2 separate regions of the Sus scrofa genome follow, and region 2 is linked to region 1. Evidence: chromatin contacts called from public HiChIP or PLAC-seq data. All regions are on one chromosome and are shown on one strand. The core of a region is the stretch at or near the end of the contact, and the rest is flanking DNA. Distances in the headings are between cores, read along the strand shown.

Region 1 (2,977 bases), core at 324-2,823:
TTGACTCCCCTCTGTTCTCTCACAGCCCGCCTCCAGTCTGTTAGTAATTAGGAAATAATCCACAAGCCTCCCACTTCTCACCGCCTCCACCGCTACCTCCTCCTCTCTTGCCTGGATCACTGCTGTTGCCACCACACCTCTGTCCTTGGCCTTCTACAGTCCAAACAGAGCAGTTAGGATGACCCTTTTAAAATGGAAGTTCGATCACGGTACAGCTAAAATTATGGGAAGTACAAATTGGTAGCTTCCCATCTCACTGCACTGGGTGGATTACTTAATTTCTCTGTGCCTCAGTTGCTTCATCTGTAAAAAGAGAAGACCTTCCTCAGGGGATGGTGGGACTTCATAAGTACGCATATGAAACCCGTACTCAGCACTAACCTGAGGCATAGAAAATGATTACGTACAGCGGCTGCTCTTATGGTTTTGATTTCCAGTGCACCCTCCAAATCAGAAGCCTACTTTTGTTTCCTTCTTGTTCCTTCAGTGCTTGAGTTGGGAGGGTTCCATAGGACGTTTGTGAATATCTCGCCCATTTCTGTCAAGCAAAATCCTCAGTTCATTAGAACCAGAGACTAGTATGTCCAGAAATACTGTTCCTTTAACCAGAGGAAATTCCATTCCTAAGTTTGCTGTTTTTATAAGTGAGGCCATCCTTGGTTTCCTGCACTAAGTAGAAATTGTTTTGTCAGTAGAATTTTTGTCAGTACCATAGTTTCTAACTTTTGAAGCATTTGTTCCCTAAAGGATAATGAAAGGAAACAGCTTCCCACTTATTTTTTGAATGTGCCTTTTGTCTCATGTCTTATCCTGACCCCTTTTTGTTTTTTTATTAAATTTGTGACATTACACATTTAAGGTTTTTTTTCCCCCTTCATATAAGCCTTACCTTTCTGGAACTGTCAATACCTCAAAGACACTTAAAATAGTTAATCTTCCCACTTAGAGTTTCTTTATGCCTTGTTGGTATTTACAACAAGCCAAAAAGAGATCGGAAAATTTAGCCATAAGATTTGCTAACAGTAATGAAGTGCAAAGAGCATGGTATAACGAGAGAGCCTGAGCCTCACTCTGCCACTAAGTGACTGTGTGACCCCCTGGGCTTACGTTGAACCTTCTGCTTGAATTCCAGCAGAAGAGGCTAGCTAAGAGAGAGGAGGTGCAGTTTCTGAGAGGAAGTGAGGAATGTAAGAAAAACTGCTCGGGGACCAAACCCACCAACAAGGGAAGAGGTACTGGGGCAAACAAACTCGTGCTGGTTCAGTGGAATAGCCAGGGCCCAGGACCCGAGGCCTGAGCATCTTATGCCCCAGGGGCTTGAAGGGTGGGGATTGGGACTCAGCTCTCAGAATAGAGGAAGGAAGAAGACAGTTGAGAATCAGGTTAAAAAGAAAAAAAGATGTTCCACTGGCCTGAGCCCTTGCTTGGGATAAAGTGTCTTCTGGCTTCACAGATAGTACAGACAAGAAGTGAGGGTTAACATGGTATCCAGACACTTCATATGTCCCCAAGCCGGACCCATAATACAACGTTACATGTCAATTATATTTCAGTAGAAATTGGGGAAGCTGGAATGATTTCTAGACTGTGGTGGTGGTAAAACAAACAGGAGTCTTACATGCAGTTTCTTCAGGGGACAGCAAGGCCAGCCCTACAGTGACCTGGGACTATTTGAGGGTAGGAAGGAGATGGTGGCAGCTTTGGAGACACTCTTAGCAGCTGCATTGTTGTTACCCTGCACCCACTTCAGCTTCCAGTGTGATGCATCTCTAAAGAACTATCCTATCCTCAAGTCTGCTATCTCTGCTTTAATTCAGGCTACAGTCTTAGCACAGACCCCAGAAAATAGACCAGGTTAAAAGAAATGGCAGAGAAAGAAACAGGAAAAAAGGACATTCATTCTCTGAATCTCAGAAGGAATATTGCTATCTTTAGAAGTGGATCAGTCATCTTATAACCAAGTAAAACTCTTTTAGGTTTGTAGGTTTAGTGTTCACAAGGTAGAACATTTCTTTGGGCTCTGAGGGGCTACCCAGTGACTCTCTTCCCAATAACAATCCATAGTTTCTTACTGCAGTTCCTTTTTTTCCGCCTTTTTTAGGGTCACACCCTTGGCACATGGAAGTTCCCAGGCTAGGGGTCAAATCAGAGCTGCAGCTGCCAGCCTACACCACAGCCACAGCAACTTGGGATCCGAGCCACGTCTGCCACCTACACCACAGCTCATGGCAACACCAGGCCCTTAACCCACGGAACGAGGCCGGGGATTGAACCCTCATGGATACTAGTTACCCCTGAGCCGCAATGGGAACTTCCTTAACGCAGTTTCTGAGCCCAGCAGTTATCAAACTGTTACTGATGGAGGCTTTCTTCGCTCTTGATTGACACGAATATTCCCAGCTTTTTTTTTACTGTTGTAGACAGCGTTGAAACAAACATCTTTGTACTTAAAGTGTGTGTGTGTGAGTGAAAGAGAGAGTGAGAGCAAGAGAGAGTAAGCCCAGAAAATTCTTAAGCTACTGGCTTCATTTGTTCAATTTTGTTATTGAAGTATAACATACATACAGAAAAGCATACAAATCATAGCTCAATAAATAATTACAAATGAACACACCTTTGACACCCATATCAAGACAGAAAATTACCAGCATCCTGGAAGCTTCTCTCATCCCCTTTCCCAATCACTGCCACCCCTTCCTCCCCAGAATGAACAGTGTCCTGATTTCTAACATCGTGGAGTTGTTTTGCCTATTTTTGAGCTTTGTAATCTTTAAATGGAGACATGTTATACATTACTATTGGAGATCTTGCTTTCCCCCCATGTCATTGTGTGTTGGGATTCACCTTTGTTGTTGGTATAGTAGTAGTTCACTTTTTAAATTACAGTATGGTATATCATTATAAACATAAACCACACTCACGTACTCTGATGGCACTGCCCTGTGTGCCACTGTCATCATAAAACTATCATCTGTGA
Region 2 (2,977 bases), core at 219-2,718, 96 kb before region 1:
ATCAAACCTGCACCTCTGCAGAGACCTGAGCTACTTCAGTTGGATTCTTAACCCACTGCCCCACAGCAGGAACTCTAGAACTATTGCTTTTTAATTTAGAGAAGTAAAGGAAGTAGGGAATATGCAATAAAGTTATCTACCTTTGTGAATTATATTGGTGAGGGCGAGGGGAAAATTTTGTAATAGGAAAAACTTGTAGTTGCTCATATATTGATGTCATGTTTTATAATTCCTCAGAACTAAGACATAAAATGTAGAGTTATTTGCTTTTTTCTCTCTCCCTCCCTCTCCTTCTTTCTTTCTTTTCTTTCTTCTTTTATTTTTGGGGATGGCGGCGGGCTGCCCTGCCACATATGGATTCCTGGGCCAGGGATCCGAGTGGTAGTTGTGATCTACACCAGAGCTGTGGCAACACCAGATCCTTTAGCCCACTGTGCTGGGCCAGGGATCGAATCTGTGTCCTAATGCTACAGAGACGCTGCTGATCCTGTTGTACCACAGTGGGAATTCCTGTTTGGTTTTTTTGTTTGTTTTTTTAGTTTTCTTAGGATTTTGTCAGCTCTTAGTAGAATTTGTGGGTGACTGGTCTTTACTTTCAGCATTTGAAAAATATGATTTCAGATGAGAAATCTTCTGTTATTGGGTTCATGCTCCCCTATAGCAAATGTATCCTTTCTCTCTTGCTGCATTAAAGGCTTCTTCTTTGCTTTCAGTTTTCAGTTTAATTATGGTGCCTCAGCATGAATTTCTTTGGGTGTATCCTTCTCTTGCTTCCTAAAACATAGGTTAATGTCATTTGCCAAATTTGGGATGTTTTCAGCTATTTCTTAGAGTAATTTTTTAGCCCCACTCTTTCTTTCTGTGACTGATGATACAAATGGTAGATCTTTTGGAGTTCCCATTGTGGTCCATTGGGTTAAGGACCTGACATCTCTGTGAGGATATGGGTTTGATCTCTAGCCTTGATCAGTGGTTTAAGGATCTATTGTGGCTGTGACTGTGAGGTAGGCCCCAGCTCCAGCTCTGATTTGACCCCTGGCCCAGGAACTACCATATGTTGTAGCTGCGGCCTTAAAAAAAGAGAAAACCGGGAGTTCCCATTGTGGCTCAGTGGTTAACCAATCTGACTAGGAACCATGAGGTTGTGGGTTCGATCCCTGGCCTTGCTCAGTGGGTTAAGGATCCGGCGTTGCTGTGAGCTATGGTGTAGGTTGTAGATGCAGCTTGGATCTGGCGTCGCTGTGGCTATGGTGTAGGCCAGCGGCTATAGCTCTGATTAGACCCCTAGCCTGGGAACCTCCATATGCCGAGGGAGCAGCCCTAGAGAAGGCAAAAAGACAAAAAAAAGAAAACAAAACAAAAAAAATACCAAACAAAAAGGCAGGTCCTTTGTTATTGTCCTCCATGGCAGGAGGCCTTCTTCCTCTTCTTCTCATTTCTCTTCCTTCTCCTTTTTTTTTTGCTTTTTAGGGCTGTACTCTTGGTGTATGGAGGGTCACAGTCTAGGGGTCGAATCAGAGCTGCAGCTGACTTGCACCACAGCCACAGCAACGCAAGATCCAAGCCGCATCTGTGACCTACAGCACAGCTCATGACAATGCCAGATCCTTAACCCACTGAGCAAGGCCAAGGATCAAACCCAAGTCCTTATGGATAGTTAGTTGGGTTGGTTACTGCTGAGCCCCGACGGGAACTCCATTCCTCCTCTTCTTCCTTTTTTCTTTTGAACTATTTTTTTCTCTGTTGTTCAGGTTGGGCAATTCCTATTGCAATTCAAGTTGCAATAGGAAGAATATGAATTCTGTCATATTCTTTTTATTTTCCTTTTTTAAAATTATGGTTGATTTACAGTGTTTCTTCAATTTCTGTCATTCTGCTGTTGAGCCCATCCAGTGAGCTTTTGTTTTTCTATTGTATTTTTCAGTTCTCTAACTTCTATCTTTTTTTTCCTGTATCTTCTTTTTCTTTGGTAAGGTTTGCTATTTTGTCATTTGTTTCAGGAGTATATCTTACTGCTCATTAAAGCATGATGGCTGCTTTAAAATTCTTGTCAGATAATTCCAACATCTGATTCATCTTGGTGTTAATCGTCTTTATTTATTCAAGTTGTGATTTTCCTGGTTCTTGGTATGGTGAATGACTTTTGATTGTATCCTGCACATTTTTGATGCTTTGTTAGGAGATCCTGGATCCTATTTAGGTCTTTTATTTTGTAGGGGGAGATGAGGAGTTACAAACTTCCAGTTATAAAATCAATCATGTAGGTATAATGTACAGCATAGGAAATAATAGTATTTTAATAACTTTGTATGGTGATAGCTGATAACTTATGGTAGTGATCATTTTGTCCTTTTGTCTTTTTGTCTTTTTTGTTGTTGTTGTTGTTGCTATTTCTTGGGCTGCTCCCGAGGCATATGGAGGTTCCCAGGCTAGGGGTTGAATCGGAGCTGTAGCCACCGGCCTACGCCAGAGCCACAGCAACGCGGGATCCGAGCCGCGTCTGCAACCTACACCACAGCTCACGGCAACGCCGGATCGTTAACCCACTGAGCAAGGGCAGGGACCGAACCCGCAACCTCATGGTTCCTAGTCGGACTCGTTAACCACTGCGCCACGACGGGAACTCCCTTTTTTTTTTTTTTTGTCCTTTTGTCTTTTTGTCTTCATTTTGTAATGTATAAAAATATTAAATCACTGCGTTGTACACCTAAAATTAATATCACGTTGTAGGGAGTTCCCGTTGTGGCGCAGTGAGTGGTTAACGAATCCAACTAGGAACCATGGGGTTGCGGGTTCGGTCCCTGCCCTTGCTCAGTGGGTTAACGATCCGGTGTTGCCGAGAGCTGTGGTGTAGGTTGCAGACGCGGCTCGGATCCCGAGTTGCTGTGGCTCTGGCGTAGGCAGGCAGCTACAGCTCCGATTTGACCCCTAGCCTGGGAACCTCCATATGCCGCGGGAGCGGCCCAAAGAAACAGCA

What was found. HiChIP or PLAC-seq counts read pairs in DNA pulled down with a chosen protein or histone mark.
Region 2: an H3K27ac HiChIP or PLAC-seq map of alveolar macrophages shows a contact between it and region 1. The contact joins two enhancer-like sites. A contact is called at or near these places in 2 of 5 promoter capture datasets (both in liver), 15 of 47 Hi-C or Micro-C datasets (adipocytes, alveolar macrophages, brain and 10 more) and 2 of 2 datasets of contacts at active chromatin or transcription factors (alveolar macrophages and skeletal muscle).

The regions. Positions count from the first base shown.
Region 1 is chr3:16,414,212-16,417,188 of Sscrofa11.1, reverse strand. All of the region lies in intron 2 of TPST1 (tyrosylprotein sulfotransferase 1), which reads left to right. Among named protein-coding and RNA genes, the nearest start is that of KCTD7, 22 kb to the right of the region's middle. Within about 2 kb of position 1,573, at least 3 of the 83 cell types and tissues checked have an H3K27ac peak or open chromatin away from gene starts, as enhancers often do. A contact at or near this core is called in alveolar macrophages, where this site is marked.
Region 2 is chr3:16,509,657-16,512,633 of Sscrofa11.1, reverse strand. It overlaps a transcript of TPST1 not described here. Among named protein-coding and RNA genes, the nearest start is that of TPST1, 23 kb to the right of the region's middle. Within about 2 kb of position 1,468, at least 3 of the 83 cell types and tissues checked have an H3K27ac peak or open chromatin away from gene starts, as enhancers often do. A contact at or near this core is called in alveolar macrophages, where this site is marked.